Linked DNA regions of Mus musculus: region 1 is linked to region 2. Evidence: chromatin contacts called from public Hi-C data. All regions are on one chromosome and are shown on one strand. The core of a region is the stretch at or near the end of the contact, and the rest is flanking DNA. Distances in the headings are between cores, read along the strand shown.

Region 1 (3,436 bases), core at 610-3,109, 740 kb before region 2:
ACCATTGAAACTAACGATAGGTAACTTTCCAGGAACTTGGTGACAGAAAATGAGAGATGATGATGATGGTGATGATGGATGGTGACGATGACATGACAATGATGACGACAATGATGAGGAATACCCTTTGGAAAAGCCAACACTTAACTAGCATGAAATGATTTCATGTTAGTTTTTCCTGTTGCCTTCAAAAACTCTGTGAAATATTGTATCTCCATTTTATGTATGTGGACAGTTTATAAGATCCATGCTAAAAATAGATACATTGAACAAGGCTGAAGCATTCCAAATATATGGGATTTGTGATTCATTAGCTTGAGCTCTGCCTAGAACGATGAAGGAAATTTTTATCATGGAACAAAAACAAACATCAGGATATATCAATGCCTTCCTGTGTGTGGACATAGCTAGAAAGCATATACATTTGTCAGAAATTTTTATGTTGTAAATGACAAAGCTCGAATAAAAATCACTTAGAAAAAACAATAAAAGGGAGGATAGGCTGGCTCAGGAGTGGAAAGGGCTGAGGGTAGATGGTTAGCCTTAAGGTTCAGCTATGACTGAGTCCAAGGGCAAGTTTAGCTCCATGAAAGTAAAGTCATATCTTGGATGCACGGTGCAGGACAGGAGTGGCCAGGGTTGTCCTGAGCCAGGGTAGGAAGCTCACATACCTCAAGTGACAGACTTGGGTAGGGAGCCAGCAGTTTCCATGGGAACATCAGTTGCTTTTAGAAGAAAGAATGGTTGGTAGACATCAAGCCTAGCAGATCTCTACAACCAGTCCTGCCTTCAAGGCGTGCTCCCCCTGCCTCAGAAATTCTTACTCTTAGAACTATGTCTTTATGACTTGAGCCTCAGGAGTTCTCTTCAGTACTGTAGATATTCTGAGGCAAAGGTTTGCAATGCCGGTGGTATATTAGAGTCACGTGGGTAGCCAAAAACTCTTTTGGGAATGTGGGTGTCTGAGCTCACCATCTTAAGCTCATCAATGGGCTGGCGGTACAGCATCAGTTGTAGACCGCTTTCTTAGCTTTCCTGAGGCCATGGGTCCATATGCAGTACTGAAAAAGGAAGCAAGCAAACAAAACCATCCACACTCCAAACTTTGACCCTACTGGAAGAGTTTGAAAGGAGCAGTACTTTGTGCACAGTTGAGAGCCTATCTCTCGGACCTTCCTTCTCCTCCCTTGCTCTTTCTTCTTGATGTCAGTGTCTGTGGCCATTTAGTAGTTGCCTCAGGAACACTGACAGAGCTAAGTATAACGGAACTGCATGAAGAGAATGTATTGTATCATACACCACCTTGTTCCGGGTTTCTGCACACTAGATTTCTACTGTGTCACTTTGGGACTTACTGTCTCCAAGATATGAGAAAGGATGGGTAACGTGAGGAACCTTTCCAGCCCTGTAGGGGAGGAGATCGGATTGTGGGGCAGGACTGTTTACAGTCCATGTAGCATGTGGAAGACAACCAAACCCACTGGAATCCAAAGAATGCCGAGCCTTAGGAGTTCTTGCTAGCATGTGGAAAGTCCCACAGAGAAGAATAATCTCCACTTGTTTGAGGGCTTCCTTCAATATGACTAAAGGACGGTGTGGGGGAGAGGGCGGGCGCTACAGCTGGGTAGGTTTTTGTTTGTTTTAGTTAAATGCTCAAGGCACTAAAGTAGTGTTTATTACAAGGGAAATATCACACAGACTATCAGTTTGGGCTTGTAAATTTCCAATTTGAGAGTTGAAGGAAAATGGTCACAGTTTTAAATTGGATTTAAAAAATCGGTCAGGAAAGGAATCTAAGCAGCTTTGCTGAGGCCTCCGTGCTGCAGTACCACCCATGGCCACAGGGATGCAGTGCAGCTCAGCAGACAGTAGGAACCCTGGAGAGGCGGGTTCCAGGGAATCCTCGCTAGGGCAGTAAAAACCGACCTCCTGGAACCAGGGGGAAGACATTCTTTATCCCTGCCATCCATGTCGCCCCTCAGTTCTAAGCTCTGTGGTTTATTAAACGACAGTTACTACAGGCTTATTGCACGTTCCCTTACTCCAGTGCGCAGTGGTCTTGCCTTGGGAAAAATTTCGAAGTAATAGAAATATCTAATGATGAAGGGCTGGTAAAATGACTTGCTAAATGTTCATACAAAAGAAAACAGTGCAGCTATGTAACTGTGTTCCAGACATTATTTTAAAGGCAGGGAAAATGATAAACGAGAATAAATTTTGTAAATAAATAAATAGCCCGTTATGGTGACAAATTTGTAACCCCCTGTACTCAGGGGGCTAAGTAGGGCAGGGGGATTACAAGTTAGAGACTAGCTTGTGTCTCACAATGGGACTTTATCTAAAAAAGAAAAAAAGAAGTGTGTGTGTGTGCCTGGGAATTGAGGAGGTGGCTTAGCTAGTAAAGTGCTTGCCGCTAAGCACGAGGACCTGAATTTGGAAAGCAGGGCGCTGTAACCCTAGAGCTGCAGAGGCAGACGGGAGGATCCCTGGGGTCTGCTGGTCAGCTCGCTCTAGGTTCAGCAAGACCCTGGCTCAGAAGCTAAGGTGTCAGGTAGTTAAGGTAAGTCACTCCCATGTAAACCTCCATTTCATGAATGCCCGAAAAATAGGCATATGTGTGCCCACAAATACCCACCCCCGCAGTCAAACAACGACAATAACAAAAGCAAAGTCCAGATACCCAAACGATTTGAGATTCTAGTGTTCTTAAAGTGTTTAAGAGGCACATACACATAATAAAATCTCTAATTGGTAGACTTATTGTTGAAGTCTAATTTTCCTCTTATGTTTTATAATTTTATAAAATAAGAAACAAAAGCACTTTTATAGTTAGGAGAAAATTATTGAGGAAAATAACGGAACAGATGGATATCCAGTCTTGCACGTGAAGAAGAGGACAGATCCTAGCTAGCTGAGGCTGGAGATGCTTGCTGTATTGGCCCACGTTTGCTGACTGATAGGCTGGCTCGCCCTTAATGTTAGCCAGGGATGGAGAAGCCGACTCAAAAGGCCTTGGAAAGAGCATTTCAACAAATCACTAATTAGTCGTAATTATATGTGATTATTGACTTTCTTATGGATTTAAAATTTCCCTGTAGTAAGCACACACAGTTTATTTAAAATACTTACAAATAGAAGTATATATGCAAATATTGGCTATTGAATTGTCACTTATATTTTCCTTTAGTTTAGTCTTTGCACTTATTTTCTTAGCATTGACTTTATGAAGCTATCAAGTGAGCCATCTTGCAGTGCCCTGCTCTCTAAATTTGCCTGACTATTTCTCGAGGTGCCCTTGAATACACCAGATGTATTTCCTGGAAACAGGAAATTAAGCCATAGGCAGGAAGAGATTCAGGTCACATTTTTTTTTTTTTTTTTTTTTTTTGGGCAGGCGTATGTGCTGGGAAATGCTGTGTACGTCATAATTTATGCT
Region 2 (2,976 bases), core at 296-2,795:
ACCAGGAGCACAGATCACGGGTCGAAAAAATTCAAGGGGCTTAGGAAAGCTGGCGAAGGGGGAGGCAGACTGAAGCTAGGCAGAGTGGCTGCTGTCAGCAAGGCTGTCTTCCTGTAACTGTATCCCCAGGGACCACAGGTACCTCTGCTCAATCTCTCTCTCTCTCTCTCTCTCTCTCTCTCTCTCTCTCTCTCTCTCTCTCTCTCTGTGGTCACTCAGGATATGATTACTGGCATTAGATGCAAGCACATGTTTCTGATCCATTAGTCTGAGTGAGGCTGAGAAACTGAAAAGGGGGCCACCAGGGTATTGCTGTGATTGCTGGCTGGGTTGGTCTAGTTACCACCTCAAAGAGGAGTGAGGTGGAGGAGAGGAAGGATCTAGCAGATGGGGGGGGGGGGTTACGGAAGCAGAGGGAGATGAGAAAAACACAGGGCACCATCCTGGAGGCAGGAGGACGTTCCCTTAAACTGTTATAATTGTTATAATATGGAGGGTGGAGGTGGGGTGCACATGGGTCCCGGACACACATAGGCACCCACCCACAAAGCAACCCGGAGGCTCAGGCTTCTTCTCCCCCACAGGGGGTTGGCCATCAGCCTGACAACCCTAGCGAGCATTGTTGCTCCGGTATACAGTAGCCCACGCAGCATAAATCTGTCTCCCACGCAGGAACAGCCTGAACAGGAGGCTACAGCCCGGTAATGAAGACGTGAACCGCTGAAATGCCGTGTCAGATGGCGGCGGTGACATCTGAAAGCCGTAATTTGCTGCTCGGCATATTTTTGTTCCAGGTACCAGAGCCTGCACAAACGCTGTCGCGTCTCTCCCGAGGCAGCCGCTCTGCTCTCCAGCCTGGCTCTGGGCCAGGTGGTCTTGGCCTTGCCAACAGGTTTCTTTGGTGGAGAGCTCAAGAAGTCTTTGCTTGGATCGTCTGACCAAGCAGAAACCGGGGAGTACCATGAGGTTAAAAGCACCCCTTACTCCCCAAAGTGCAGGTCGCTTGAACCGCCCGTATCCCCTCACCCCAATCTAGTGACCTGACTTCTTAAAGGGTGACTTATAAGGGATCAAAATAATTTTAGCCATGCCAAGGCTGGAGGGCTCTTAAAAAGGAAAGATTACTACAAGCAAGGCACAAGAAACACAGATCTGTTGTTCAGAGCGGCTCGCTCCTTTTTCAATCAGCAGCTTCTCCATTCTTTCTTTCTCTCTTGGTTGATACCTTCCCAGAAGCCCAGCCAAGCAGACAAGCAATTTCTATAAGTATAGGCCTTCAAATGAAAGGTTGTCCTTTGAGCCCTCACTGGCTACCTGGCACTTCAGTGGAATCAGTACCCGTGTTCTAGCCTCTGTCTGTAAGCGAAGAGGGATCTCCCACGGGCACACTCAGGCTATGCTTAAACCACAGGAACTGGGAGATTCACGGTCTGGGCCTAGAGTGGGGCCTTTCACAGCTTAATCCTCCCAGCTGGGCCTCAGCTCCGCAAGCCGCGCATACATCTGTTGACCCGCTGCTCTCTGGATGGCCTCCCTGCCAGGCTCGCTGGAGTGGGCGGAGAGGATAAAGTGACAGTGAACAACAGGAGTCTCAGCTCCTGGCCTGGGTTCCTGAGAGCACAGGCTGCAAAGCAGGCTTAACAGCCTCCAGAAACGCCCGCCCGGAGGGGCAGGGGCAGGACAAGACCTCTTTCACTTAAGTGGAGGGTTTACCTCAAGGACAGGATCTCAAGGACTCCTAGGTGCTCGGTGTAGAATCACCCTGAGACTGGGAGGCACTCTGTAAATGCTTCCCTGGAAAACTTCCGTTGGGCAAACTACTGGGACCAGCAGGTTATTCATCTCCCACAGCATGGTGGTCCAAAGGCAACAGGGAGCAGGCAACAGACTTCTCCACACCCAGAAAAGCCCGCTGTCACCTTCGCTGCTCACGGGCACACTGTCCAACACTGGCTCTTTGAACCACAAACATTTTCTCACCTAGCCAACAGCATAACCCACTTCATAAACTGTGATCATGGGGTCACGCGGAGAGATGATAGAAGACTCGCTTGTTAAATGCAACGTTTTAGGGTTGTTTTTTCCCACTCCTGTATCATTGAGATTAAATTTATGTGTTTTGCTGAAATTCACCTTTTTTATACCTCATTCTTCCACTCCTATGAACGCATGCTTTCATGTAAATTGCATTACAATCAAGATAGAAAACATTTCTACAGTCCCCAGAAGTTCCCGCACGCCCCTTTCTAATCAATCCTGACCCCTCAGCCCCAGCTCCAGGCAGCACTGATCTATTTTCTGTCCCTATGGTTTCCGCTTCTTTCCAGAATGGCACATAAATAGAACCGTACAGTATGTGTACGGCTTCCTGAGTCAGGCTTCGTTCACTTAGCATGATCCATGACTGTGTTAGTAACGTGTTTTCTCTCATCGCTAAGAAGCATGCAGGTATCTGTCACCCATTAACCAGCTGAAGGACGTCTGGATTGCTTCCAGTTTGGGGTGATTATGAGCAAAGTCAGAGTGAACACCCAAACTCGGGGGTTGGTGCGATTGGAAGTTATCATTTCAGTAAATAGCCTGAGCCAGATTGGCTGGTATCAGTGCATTCATAGCTTTGAAAAGTAACTGCCAAACTGTTTTCCAAAACAATCGCAATTTATTCCCACCGGCAGCATAGCTATGATTGTTCCATGGTCCCGTGTTTTTCTGACATGGTTGCAGCTTCTTGTTTGATTGCTATTTTCATGGGTAACTAGCTGTAATTAATTGTAGTGGTATTTTAGTTGTATATCAACAGCGATGCCAAACCCTTTTGTGTGCATACTTACCATCTATATGGCTTCTCTGATAACACATCTGTTAAGATGGTTTGCCTGCATTTTATAGAGCAGTCTGGTTTTTACTTACTACCAAACTGTGAGATTTCCATCTACACACAAGCTCTTTCCCAGATATGTGATTTACAGATGTTTT

Evidence for each region. A called contact is a pair of places that touch in the nucleus more often than the background predicts.
Region 1: a contact with region 2 is called in a Hi-C map of cerebral cortex, with 3 times the contacts expected there. The contact joins two enhancer-like sites. A contact is called at or near these places in 1 of 39 promoter capture datasets (hippocampal neurons) and 2 of 484 Hi-C or Micro-C datasets (cerebral cortex and myocytes).

What each region holds. Positions count from the first base shown.
Region 1 is chr3:85,922,589-85,926,024 of GRCm38.p6, reverse strand. No RefSeq gene overlaps it. Among named protein-coding and RNA genes, the nearest start is that of Gm26204, 16 kb to the right of the region's middle. Within about 2 kb of position 1,859, at least 76 of the 459 cell types and tissues checked have an H3K27ac peak or open chromatin away from gene starts, as enhancers often do. A contact at or near this core is called in cerebral cortex and hippocampal neurons, where this site is marked.
Region 2 is chr3:85,184,625-85,187,600 of GRCm38.p6, reverse strand. No RefSeq gene overlaps it. Among named protein-coding and RNA genes, the nearest start is that of Gm31096, 64 kb to the right of the region's middle. Within about 2 kb of position 1,545, at least 71 of the 459 cell types and tissues checked have an H3K27ac peak or open chromatin away from gene starts, as enhancers often do. A contact at or near this core is called in cerebral cortex and hippocampal neurons, where this site is marked.